Linked DNA regions of Capra hircus: region 2 is linked to region 1. Evidence: chromatin contacts called from public Hi-C data. All regions are on one chromosome and are shown on one strand. The core of a region is the stretch at or near the end of the contact, and the rest is flanking DNA. Distances in the headings are between cores, read along the strand shown. Region 1 overlaps EPG5 (ectopic P granules protein 5 homolog). Region 2 holds the start of PSTPIP2 (proline-serine-threonine phosphatase-interacting protein 2).

Region 1 (5,130 bases), core at 1,080-3,579:
CTAGCTGGAAGGGGAAAAAAAAAAATGTTTACCAATACACTAGCCATGTATAATACTAGAAAGAAAACTCAATAAGTATTACCTGAGAAACTGGATTTTGATCATTAAATTCTCACTAAAAATAAGAAATTATCTTCTTTCAAATGAGAAGATCTAGGTAAGAAAGTTTGTAAGTGTTAAGGCAGAACCTTGGTAAGAAGTGAAAGTGAAAGTCGCTCAGTCGTGTCCGACTCTTTGGGACCCCATGACTACACAGTCCATGGAATTCTCCAGGCCAGAATACTGGAGTGGGTAGCCTTTCCCTTCTCCAGGGGATCTTCCCAACCCAGGGAGTGAGCCTAGGTCTGCCGCATTGCAGGCGCATTCTTTACCAGCTGAGCCATAAGGGAAGCCCACTTTGGTAAGATCCAGCTCTTTATTAGAAAGGCTCAGAGTATCTGTAGGTGAGATCCCAAGCCCAGAAAATGGATGCTACATAAAAGAAAAGCCTAATAGAAAGTGTATGTAGTATGTGAACACTTCCAGGTCCAAACTCTCCCAGCTATGCAGCAATGGTCTGGAGAAGGGAGGCAGCAGACACCGCCTCAGCACAAAGGCTCGAGACCTGTGATTTGGGACAAATTCCCTCACCACCATCCTGCACCTGTTTCCTCATCTCTAATATGGGATGAAAATAGTACTTGCCTCGTGGGGCTGTTGGGGGAATTAAATTGGGCTAATACAAGAGAGGTGCTTAAAATGATACTTGGCACATGAGAGAGCTCAGAAATGATTCATCAAAATGCTGCAGATATGACGAGTTACCTCTTCTCCCCCCTCGTCTACTAGAGTCCACGTCCCGGACGCAGGCCCCGAGGAGGATGGATTCCATTCACTGGGCTTCATGTGGCACAGGAACTCGGCTCGGTTTCTAAAGGACAAAGGAAACCGCTCCAATCACATAAACATAAACACAGCCCACCGCGTGCATTCTGGATTGTCTACTCACCTTGAAGAAGAGTGGACATCAACACAATCTCCAAGTGGTTTGAATCAGAAAACAAGAAATAATAACTGGCTAAAACTCAAGGAGACCAAAGCTTCACTATCGGTGATGTAGAGACTATTGCCCTCCTGGGTCAGTAAAGAGAAGCGGCTATGCCAGCATAGTGCCCGCCTCTGGTGGGGCCTCTGCACACCCAGGACTGCGTGGTACCTGAGTTCTAACTGGCCCACAAAGTGTTCAGAAAACATGCTTAACTGAGCAAAGGATAATCTGCAGGTAATGCAGAAGCCGGCTGGGGGAAACCACATCTAAACACATGTGTAGGAATAGTCCTTGCATCCAGGTGGTGAGAGAGAGGCATCTAGGGGAATTCCTGCTGGCCAGGCTTTCACATGGTGCTGGCTGGACCTAACAAGTCGGAGTAACCACACAAGTTCCTTCTCTGAAACCACCATGCGGTTCTCAGCTCTCTTGTTCCCTCCTCTCTGGCCTGACCCTGAAAAATTCATCCATTCCGTGCTTCCACCAGGAGCTCTCCTCCGTGACTTCCAGCTTGCAACCTGAAGGGCTCCAGCCGTAGAGCTCCACGCGTCCACTGGTACCTGTCACTCAGATGTGTCCTCCCATAAACCCCAACGACCTCAGATCTTCCTCCTTCCCTGGCAGCTCCGCCTTTTCTTCTCAGTCTCTGAGGGCTGCCAACAGCCTCTCAGTCAGTCAGAATCAGTCTACAGAGGCAGGTCTGAGCCACCCCTCCCCCACATTCTCCTTGTTTAATCAGCTTCTTAATTCTTTCCTGGGAAGATGACCTTCCAGTTTCCCACCTTCACCTTCCCACTGCTATCACCTCAATTCAGGTTTGGGGAAGATAGGCTTTCCTGGATCAAGAGCCCGTGGTAGTAACACAGTTCCAGGTCACCGGGACATAGCCTGCCTTCTCCCCACGTAAGGATGTACCCTCTAGATGCTGGACTGGGCTCCAGAGTCAGGAGCGCCAGACCTCTGCAACCATGACTCAGTGAAGCAGAAGGGCATCTTCTACCTCCAGTCCACCCTAATTTCCTTAAACACAACCTTTACCCATGTTCAAAAACCCTCAATTGCTACAAAAGCCAGACCATCTCAAAACTCTCTGAATTTCTAGGTCTTCTATAATCCAACTCCCCCCTAGCTGTTCATCTTTATTATCATCTCCCATGCACCCCTTCACTGCAGTCCAGCTGGCCTCCGACGTGCCCCCTGCACAGCTACGTTCCCTGCACACTGGGCCACCGCTCCCTTCTCCCCCTGCAGTGAGTGCCCTCCCAACTCCTCTTCCCGCTGAAATCAGTTCCAGTCTTCAAATCCAGCTCATTCACCTGGAACCCTCTGACTACTCCACTCTACTCTACTCATTTCTACTGCATCAATTGTGTGTGCGTGCAGCTGAGTCACGTCCAACTCTTTGTGACCCCATGGACTGTAGCCCACCAGCCTCCTCTATCTATAGGATCCTCCAGGCAAGAATACCGGAGTGGGTTGCCATCTCCTTCTCCAGGGGATCTTCCCAAGCCAGGGATCAAACTTGTGTCTCTTGCATCTCCTGCATCGGCAGGTGAGTTCCTTACCACTGGCGCCACCTGGGAAGCATCAATCATTCAGTTCAGTTCAGTTCAGTCGCTCAGTCGTGTCCGACTCTTTGCAACCCCATGAATCACAGCACGCCAGGCCTCCCTGTCTATCACCATCTCCCGGAGTTCACTCAGACTCATGTCCATCAAGTCCGTGATGTCATCCAGCTATCTCATCCTCAGTCGTCCCTTTCTCCTACTGCCCCCAATCCCTCCCAGCATCAGAGTCTTTTCCAATGAGTCAACTCCTCACATGAGGTGGCCAAAGTACTGGAGTTTCAGCTTCAGCATCATTCCCTCCAAAGAAATCCTAGGGTTGATCTCCTTCAGAATGGATTGGTTGGAGCTCCTTACAGTCCAAGGGACCCTCAAGAGTCTTCTCTAACACCACACAATTTGGCACTTGAATCTCTTTGACTGTGCTTTTTTACCTCTACCACTAAATCTCTCCTTTGAAGGAAAGAAACTTTTTCTCCCCACAGCACCACAATGACATATATGGCCGGAATGGCAGATCCATTAAAAGGAGGCACCCAAAAAAGTTAATCAATTAAAAAAAAAAAAAAAGCAGTTAAGAGGGTCACTTTGGGACAAAGGGTATTAAACCCTAAGAAAAGCTGAATTGTTAAATTATGGGATGCTGACTCTTCCCTTAGCAATTGCGTGGATCTGGGCAGTTTAGGAAGCCAATTGTTTGACAGAACATTTTAATTTCTACTTTATGAAGCTCTTCCACACTTACTTGACAGGAGACATCAGCAGGGCAAGGGACTGCATAAAATGAAAGATTCCTGATGGGTTATTCAACACTTTGATCTGAAATCAGAAAAGAAAAAGGCATACTGCAGAAAACCAACAACCCAAGTAGCCATAGTCTTAATTCACCAGCATTCTGACAAGGGAGCTGCTAAGAAAACAGAGGTGAAACTGGCTCCTCATCCACAAGAATGAGAACACCTCACAGGTTACCTGGCAGTACTGACTGGGCTCTATGCACTCAGAGAACAGAGGCAGCTCAGTCATTTACATCAATTACCTGAAATAATATGAGATGGAGGATTATACTGCTATTTTAATCCAAAGATGAGATTTTTAAAAACTTCCTTCTACCTAAAACAATTCAAATTTCTTGCCACCAGAAATACTAGAGAAAAGATAAAATGGAGAAGGAACCTGGCACACGTTTGGCTCCTACCCACCCATCAGAAGGGGCTGTGATGAGTAACAACACAACCCTAAGGCAAGCAGCAGAGAGGCGAAACCATAAACCGTGCAATCGATGCCTAAAGTGATCCTGCAGACGTGAGATCTCTGCTAGTATTAAAGAACTCTGAGATGCTGGTGGTTTCTTTTTTATCTGCACCAACTACAGTGTAGGATGGATCAATTTAGGAATGTTGAATTTATTGAATATTCAATGTTGAATATTATAGAAAAAAGTCCTAGCAAGCTTTCCTGCACAGAAATTTCCCAGGATTAAACACTACTGAAACTACCATGCCACACTACAACTAAACTTCCGCATCTTTACCTTAACTTCAGCAATTTTCAGTGGCCCAAGAAGTTGCAGCATAGTAACTCCTACACAGGCTGGATATATCCTAATAATTTTATTTTAAATATCAATATATTTTAAGTAGGCTTATTTCTGAAAGCAACTTCCTCAGGAACAATGTTTAACAAAATCTCCCCCATTCTCCTCAAAATTAGAAAGTCATTCTTCATACCTGGATGAAAGGAACAGCCCATTTACTAACACCAGCTGGGCATCGAAGAATATGGTTTAGAAGGAAGAGGTGATCTCCAGGACAGCCCACTCTTTGTAATACTGATACCTGAACAACAAAGCACGTACAGTTTTACTGTTTATTAAGACAACTATTTCTAGGGGCCTAGTGCAATCATTTATCTGGTATTTAAATACATGTGATCTTTCAAAAGAGTAACCAGACATAAGATATACCATCGACTGGTTGAGTTTCTACACAGAGGTACACAGAGGACTAAGAATCTATGGGCACTATGATAAAAATATCATAAGCAGTTTCTCTGCAAACCCAATTTTTAGTATCTGGCAAATTACAAAACACTAATGTTCCTGGCCATATATGAATAGCTGTAAGTCAAGTAGTTTAATCTAGTTCCAGTCTGCAAGTTTCTCAAATCCAACTATGCTTAGAACCTGAGTCCACATGTAAGAACTCTAGCATGAACCTAAAAGAAACACCCAAGGGAGCCCCATTGAGAAACATAATCAAGAAACAACCCCTCATCCCATAAGGCACCTAGTATCTTTCCTAAATTTCCCAAAACCTGATTCTTTTCCCTTAAAAAAAAAAAATGTTAAGTATAGCATTAACATATGATTAAACAAAAGTGATATGAACAACAAACCTATATCCTGAATACACTTAAATTCAGCATACTTCCCACACTTCCATTTCCTCCGAAACTGAAGACCAGAGATCACTGAACATCAAGTTTATCAGAGAGAAAAGCACTATGTGCTTAATAAGGCACTAGGCAAGGATAATT
Region 2 (4,902 bases), core at 874-3,373, 140 kb after region 1:
CTGAGACGTAAATGAGTGGTATATGTAAAGTGTTTAGCACAGTGCTTGCCACAGACTCTATACACAGTAATGTTAGCTATTACTGTTTTTATTACTTGACATAAAAATCATATGAAATTAGAAGATATCTTTGCAAACTATCACTCAGGAGCTTATATGTTTTGAAAGTAAAAGCTCAGGGAGGGGCGAGGGGGAAGTAAAAACTCAGAAAGTTCTCTACCCTGGACCTTTACCAAATCTCTAACTCCCAACACAGACCTCATATCTGCCCCCTCCCCTAAACATTCCTGCAAGACTGCCTCTGGGAGCAGCTGGGGGGCTGCCTTCCTGTGGCCTGGGAGCCCTCTGAGGATGGAGGCCGCAGCTCTCAACCCACTACATGCCCTGTCCGTTTCATAGATCCACTGTACTCATTCGACAGCTATCTGCTGAGATCTCACTGGCAACAGCCCGTGCAAGGGGCAGTGGCACTGAAAGCCAGACAACAGCTGTCCACAAGGTGCTCACATGCTTGCAAGGCCCCCAACCTCAAAACCATAAAGGACAAAAACTATGAAGGAATACAACATGCACTATCGGGCGCAATCGGGAAGGGCTTCCCTGAAGAGAAGACACTGGGCAGAGACCTGAAAACTGAATGCTACATACTGAGGGGAAGAAAAACAGGGCTCTCTGTGCTGTTTTTTCCCCACAGTGCCTGGCATGGGACCCTGAGATCTTTATTCCACCCAAAGAATTCACAGGCCTCCTCCAGGGGCCAGCTCCAAGGCCATGCACCTTCTCTGTGAAGCTGCTTGCGGTGAGAGGACCATACCCCACAGGTGGGCAGTGCTCAAGGAGAACCCCAAAAACTCCAGGAAAAGGGACTTCTCAAGGCAGGGTCTAAACTGTGTCCCCCAGGTCACAGGGCCAAGTTTTCTCTTTGTAGCACTCTCCATGGGGGAAAGGAACCTGCTAGGTGCTATGAGGCTAAACAGGGAGCCATCAGGGTTGCTTTCCTTTCGGCTTCCCTGATAGCTCAGTTGGTAAAGAATCCTCCTGCAATGCAGGAGACCCCAGTTCAATTCCTGGGTCAGGAAGATACTCTGGAGAAGAGATAGGCTACCCACTTCAGTATTGGGCTTCCCTTGTGGCTCAGCTGGTAAGGAATCCGCCTGCAAAGAGTCAGACAGAGGGAGCAACTTTCACTTCACATCGGGACTGCAGGTAAGGAGATGGGGCGGCTTGGCAGCAGTAGCTCAGTCTGGAGACAAGCTGACTTTCTGCTCCTGCCTTAAAAGGATGAGGGTGGCTCCTCCAAATGAGGGGGTACAGACTGTTGAGGGGCACCTGGGGAGCGAGAGGACGGGGGGAAGAGGACTGGACAGAGAAGAGGACTGAGCTGACGCCTCCTGGTTGGGCCCGTCCTCGGGCTCAGATGCCCCCACCAGCTCGCAGGATCTCACACACGCACCAGCCTCCCCCTGGATAGGGGGACAGGGGGCAAAGGCTGGGAGGGGCTCAGGAAACGGGGCTACGAGACTGGCAAAGCTTCTGCTAGAGAACCCCGCTAATGTCTGGAGGCTCGGACAGGCTGTACATTTCCGCGGACCTGGAAAAGCCAAACAACCCGGCGAAATTTACCGCACGTTTTCTGACCCACGTTACCCCCCAAATCTGCTCACAGTGCAGCCTCCGGGACCACCCTGCGACTGTCCCAGGACTAGTGGCTCCTCCGTTTGGGTCTCGGTTTCCCCAGGTGTGAGATGAGAGGGGAATGTCCCAGCTATAAGGCTACACCTGTCTGCGGTGACTCGGGGCGCGGACGGCCGAGGGAAACCCTGCGAACCGGACCCCGCGGACCCGAGGACGCGCGGCGGGCTGGGGGCAGCGCAGAGAGGGGCCGGCGGCGGCGGGTCCGATCGGATTCTGCTCCGGACAGGGGCCCACGGCTCCCTTCGGGGCCCCCATCTCCCAAGCCGGGCGATGGGCTCCTCGCCTCGCTGACTTACCCAAAAGTTCCCCTTGAACAGTGAGCCTGTCATGGCTGGCTAGCGAGCAGCGAGGAGAACCAGAGCAGGCGCGTGGGGACGAGGACTGTCAGGACCTGCCAGCCCGGCCGCGCACCCGGAGCTAAGCCCGGCCCACGCCACCGCCCGCCCCGCCCCACACACCACCCATCTGCCCGCCCCGCCTGCCCCAAGCCTCACCGCCCGGCCCCGCCCCCGAGCCCAGCTCCGCCCCCGATCCCCGCCCCTCCTGCCCCATCCGCATCGCCCGGCCCCGCCCCCGGAGCCCCGCCCCCTCTCGGCCCCGCCCCGCGCCCCCACCACGCCCCGCTCCCCGAACCCCTCAGCGGTCCGCAGCACCCAGCACCCCCTACTCCTGCCACAGCCGCGTCCCGGGTCTGCCTGCACCCTGCACTCGTCCCGCGCGGAAGAGAGAGGCGGCCCGCGGGTTAGACCCTGCGGCGTCAGGCGTCAGTCAGTTAGCCCTACGTCCCTCTCCTTCGGGAGACCTTTAAAGATCGGAAGGAACAGATTCTGTCGCCTCCCTGAATTCGGCTCGGTTCCTGCCCACAGCTCCCTCCTCCCTTGACCCAGTTCCTGGCGGAGACAGCCAGGCTCCGCGCGCTGGTGGACGGAGCCCCCGTCGGATCCGAGGTGGTCGCGGGGACTGCGCGTGGCCTCCACTGACAACACTGACGGCCGGGTCAGGTGTGGACGCTTCAGCTCGTCAAGTGCGGGACCTCAGAGGCACCCGCCACAGGTAAGCATGTTTTAGTCCAAAAGTCATGGAAAGGTCATTGGCCCTTGACTCCATGTCCCTCAGTGGGGTTCTTTCACGGTGTCCAGGAACTCAGCTCCTCCCCAACCCTTCCGCATTCTTAGGATCCAGACCCAAGACCCTTCTCCACCAAATCCCTCCAGAAGTATGATGTCCCAGCGTCCTTCCTCTTCCTGCATTCTCCTAGTAGAACACCTTCCTAAACATAACCGAGGGCAAGTCAGACCCATCCCCGCTTTGCAGTGATAAGGCACTCTAAGACAAAGTACAGCCCTGAGCTACCTGCCCTGAACCAAAAACTGAGGCCCACAGAGGCTGATTGACGTGGCCAAGATCACAGGTATTTAAAGTATGAGGAGCTCGGTTACAGCTCTGCCCCTCTAAACAGAATCAGAGCCAAACATAGAGGTCATTCCTGAGGCAGATCCACTCAAGGAGGGGAGGATGCAGGTCGAGAGCCAGCCCCCAGCCTCAGACCTGGAGAGGCAAACTGCCTCTGAGCAGGTTCTAGCTTGGTACAGACACAGTGAAGAGATAGCAGCTGGGGTGATGTGAAGGGCAGCTGGAAGGTTTGCCCTCACCCACCCCGGTGATGGAATCCCACCAAGAGTCATCTGCAACAACAGAGATGGAGAGGTGGCCTTCAGCTGCATCCATTCATCAGGCTGTTCAACTCTTTGGAAAGCAGCGAGGTTAGAAGGAAAAAGGGAAGCCTGACAGCATCATCAGGGGCACCAGGAGGACAGGCTCAACAGAAGGAGGGGTAAGAAATAATGCCAACTGAGGAAATATGCTGAAGTGCCACAGATAGCATCAAGGTTTTTCCTGGGAGTTTTGAATATTTTGGAACAAATATTTTAAATCAATTCTAATTGTTAAAATTTTCATTTTTAACATTTTGTTTAACCTCTCAGGGTACATTGTACTTGATTTTCGTGGCTCAGAGCCCACGAGGTCCCCTGAATTTTAACTCTCTTCCACCACCTGGTGGCAAGATTGGAAATTTCAAATGGTTGTCCACACAGTCAGAAAATATTCCTCATTCATTCCTAATTTATAAACCTCATCACCTCAACAGGTGTTGGGAATAAAAAGACAAGTAATATTTGTACTATATCCATGGGTCTTGCTTTGAATTGTTTTTACAGCAGAAGTGTGTTAGTCGCTCAGTCATGTCTGACTCTTTACAACCCCATGGACTGTAGCCTACCAGGCTCCTCTGTCCATGGAGATTCTCCAGGCAAGAATACTAGAGAGGGTTGCAATTTCCTTCTCCAGGGGGTCCTCCCAACCCAGGGATCGGCCTGGGTCACCTGCATCACAGGCAAATTCTTTACTATCTGCACCACCAAGGATGCCCCCAAGGGTCTATAACAAATTTGGGATATTTTACTAATGAAGTTAAATAACACTACTACAGCCATAACACTACTCCAGGAAGATCCCTGGAGTAGGAAATAGCAAGCCACCCCCATATTCCTGCCTGGAGAATCTCATGGACAGAGGAGCCTGGCAGGCCACAGTCCATGGGGTTGCAAAGAGTTGGACTACAGCAATTATGGAATAATGAATCAATACATTTAATATAAACCACAATTAACACATTTACTGTGTTAACAGTGGATAATTTAATGGCATTATTAAATTCAGTGGCATTATCTGAATTTAATGCATTAAATTAATGCCATTAATAGTGGCATTATTATTAATTCAGTGGCATTATCTCTTTCAATAATATGCATTTGCATGGTTGGCAGGCAGATTATTAACCTCTGGATCACCAGGGAAGTCCTACATTTGCATTTTTAAGCTCGTACTGTACATATTTGAGTCTTGCTTTTGTAACTTAACAATATTTCATTCGTATTTTCTAAAATCCTTTAATACACCTTTCCTAACATAAAGTTTGATAGCACATGGTGCTGGCTGAATGGACAGGACAGACACTCTTTTATGAAAAAATTGAAAATCTCTGTGAAAAGAAATTCTGCCATATTGCCAAAATTTTTAATGCTCCCCTTTTTTTTTTTTTTTGGCCACAAGTCTTGCAGTGAAAGCATTGAGTCCTAACCACTAGAGCACCAAGGAATTTCCTAAGTGCTCCTATGTTTTGATCCAACAATTCCATGTTAGAGT

Evidence for each region. Hi-C and Micro-C count contacts between places; a contact is called where the count stands out from the background.
Region 2: a Hi-C map of blood shows a contact between it and region 1, with 3 times the contacts expected there. The contact joins the promoter of PSTPIP2 here to the enhancer-like site in region 1. A contact is called at or near these places in 3 of 5 Hi-C or Micro-C datasets (blood and liver).

What each region holds. Positions count from the first base shown.
Region 1 is chr24:45,946,987-45,952,116 of ARS1.2, forward strand. EPG5 (ectopic P granules protein 5 homolog) reads right to left here. Exons shown (of 44, transcript XM_018039566.1): 5 at 4,323-4,430; 6 at 3,338-3,411; 7 at 805-910. Among named protein-coding and RNA genes, the nearest start is that of EPG5, 17 kb to the right of the region's middle. Within about 2 kb of position 2,330, at least 1 of the 5 cell types and tissues checked has an H3K27ac peak or open chromatin away from gene starts, as enhancers often do.
Region 2 is chr24:46,084,791-46,089,692 of ARS1.2, forward strand. It overlaps PSTPIP2 (proline-serine-threonine phosphatase-interacting protein 2), which reads right to left and starts at 2,124. Exons shown (of 15, transcript XM_005697169.3): 1 at 1,992-2,124. The coding sequence starts at 2,024.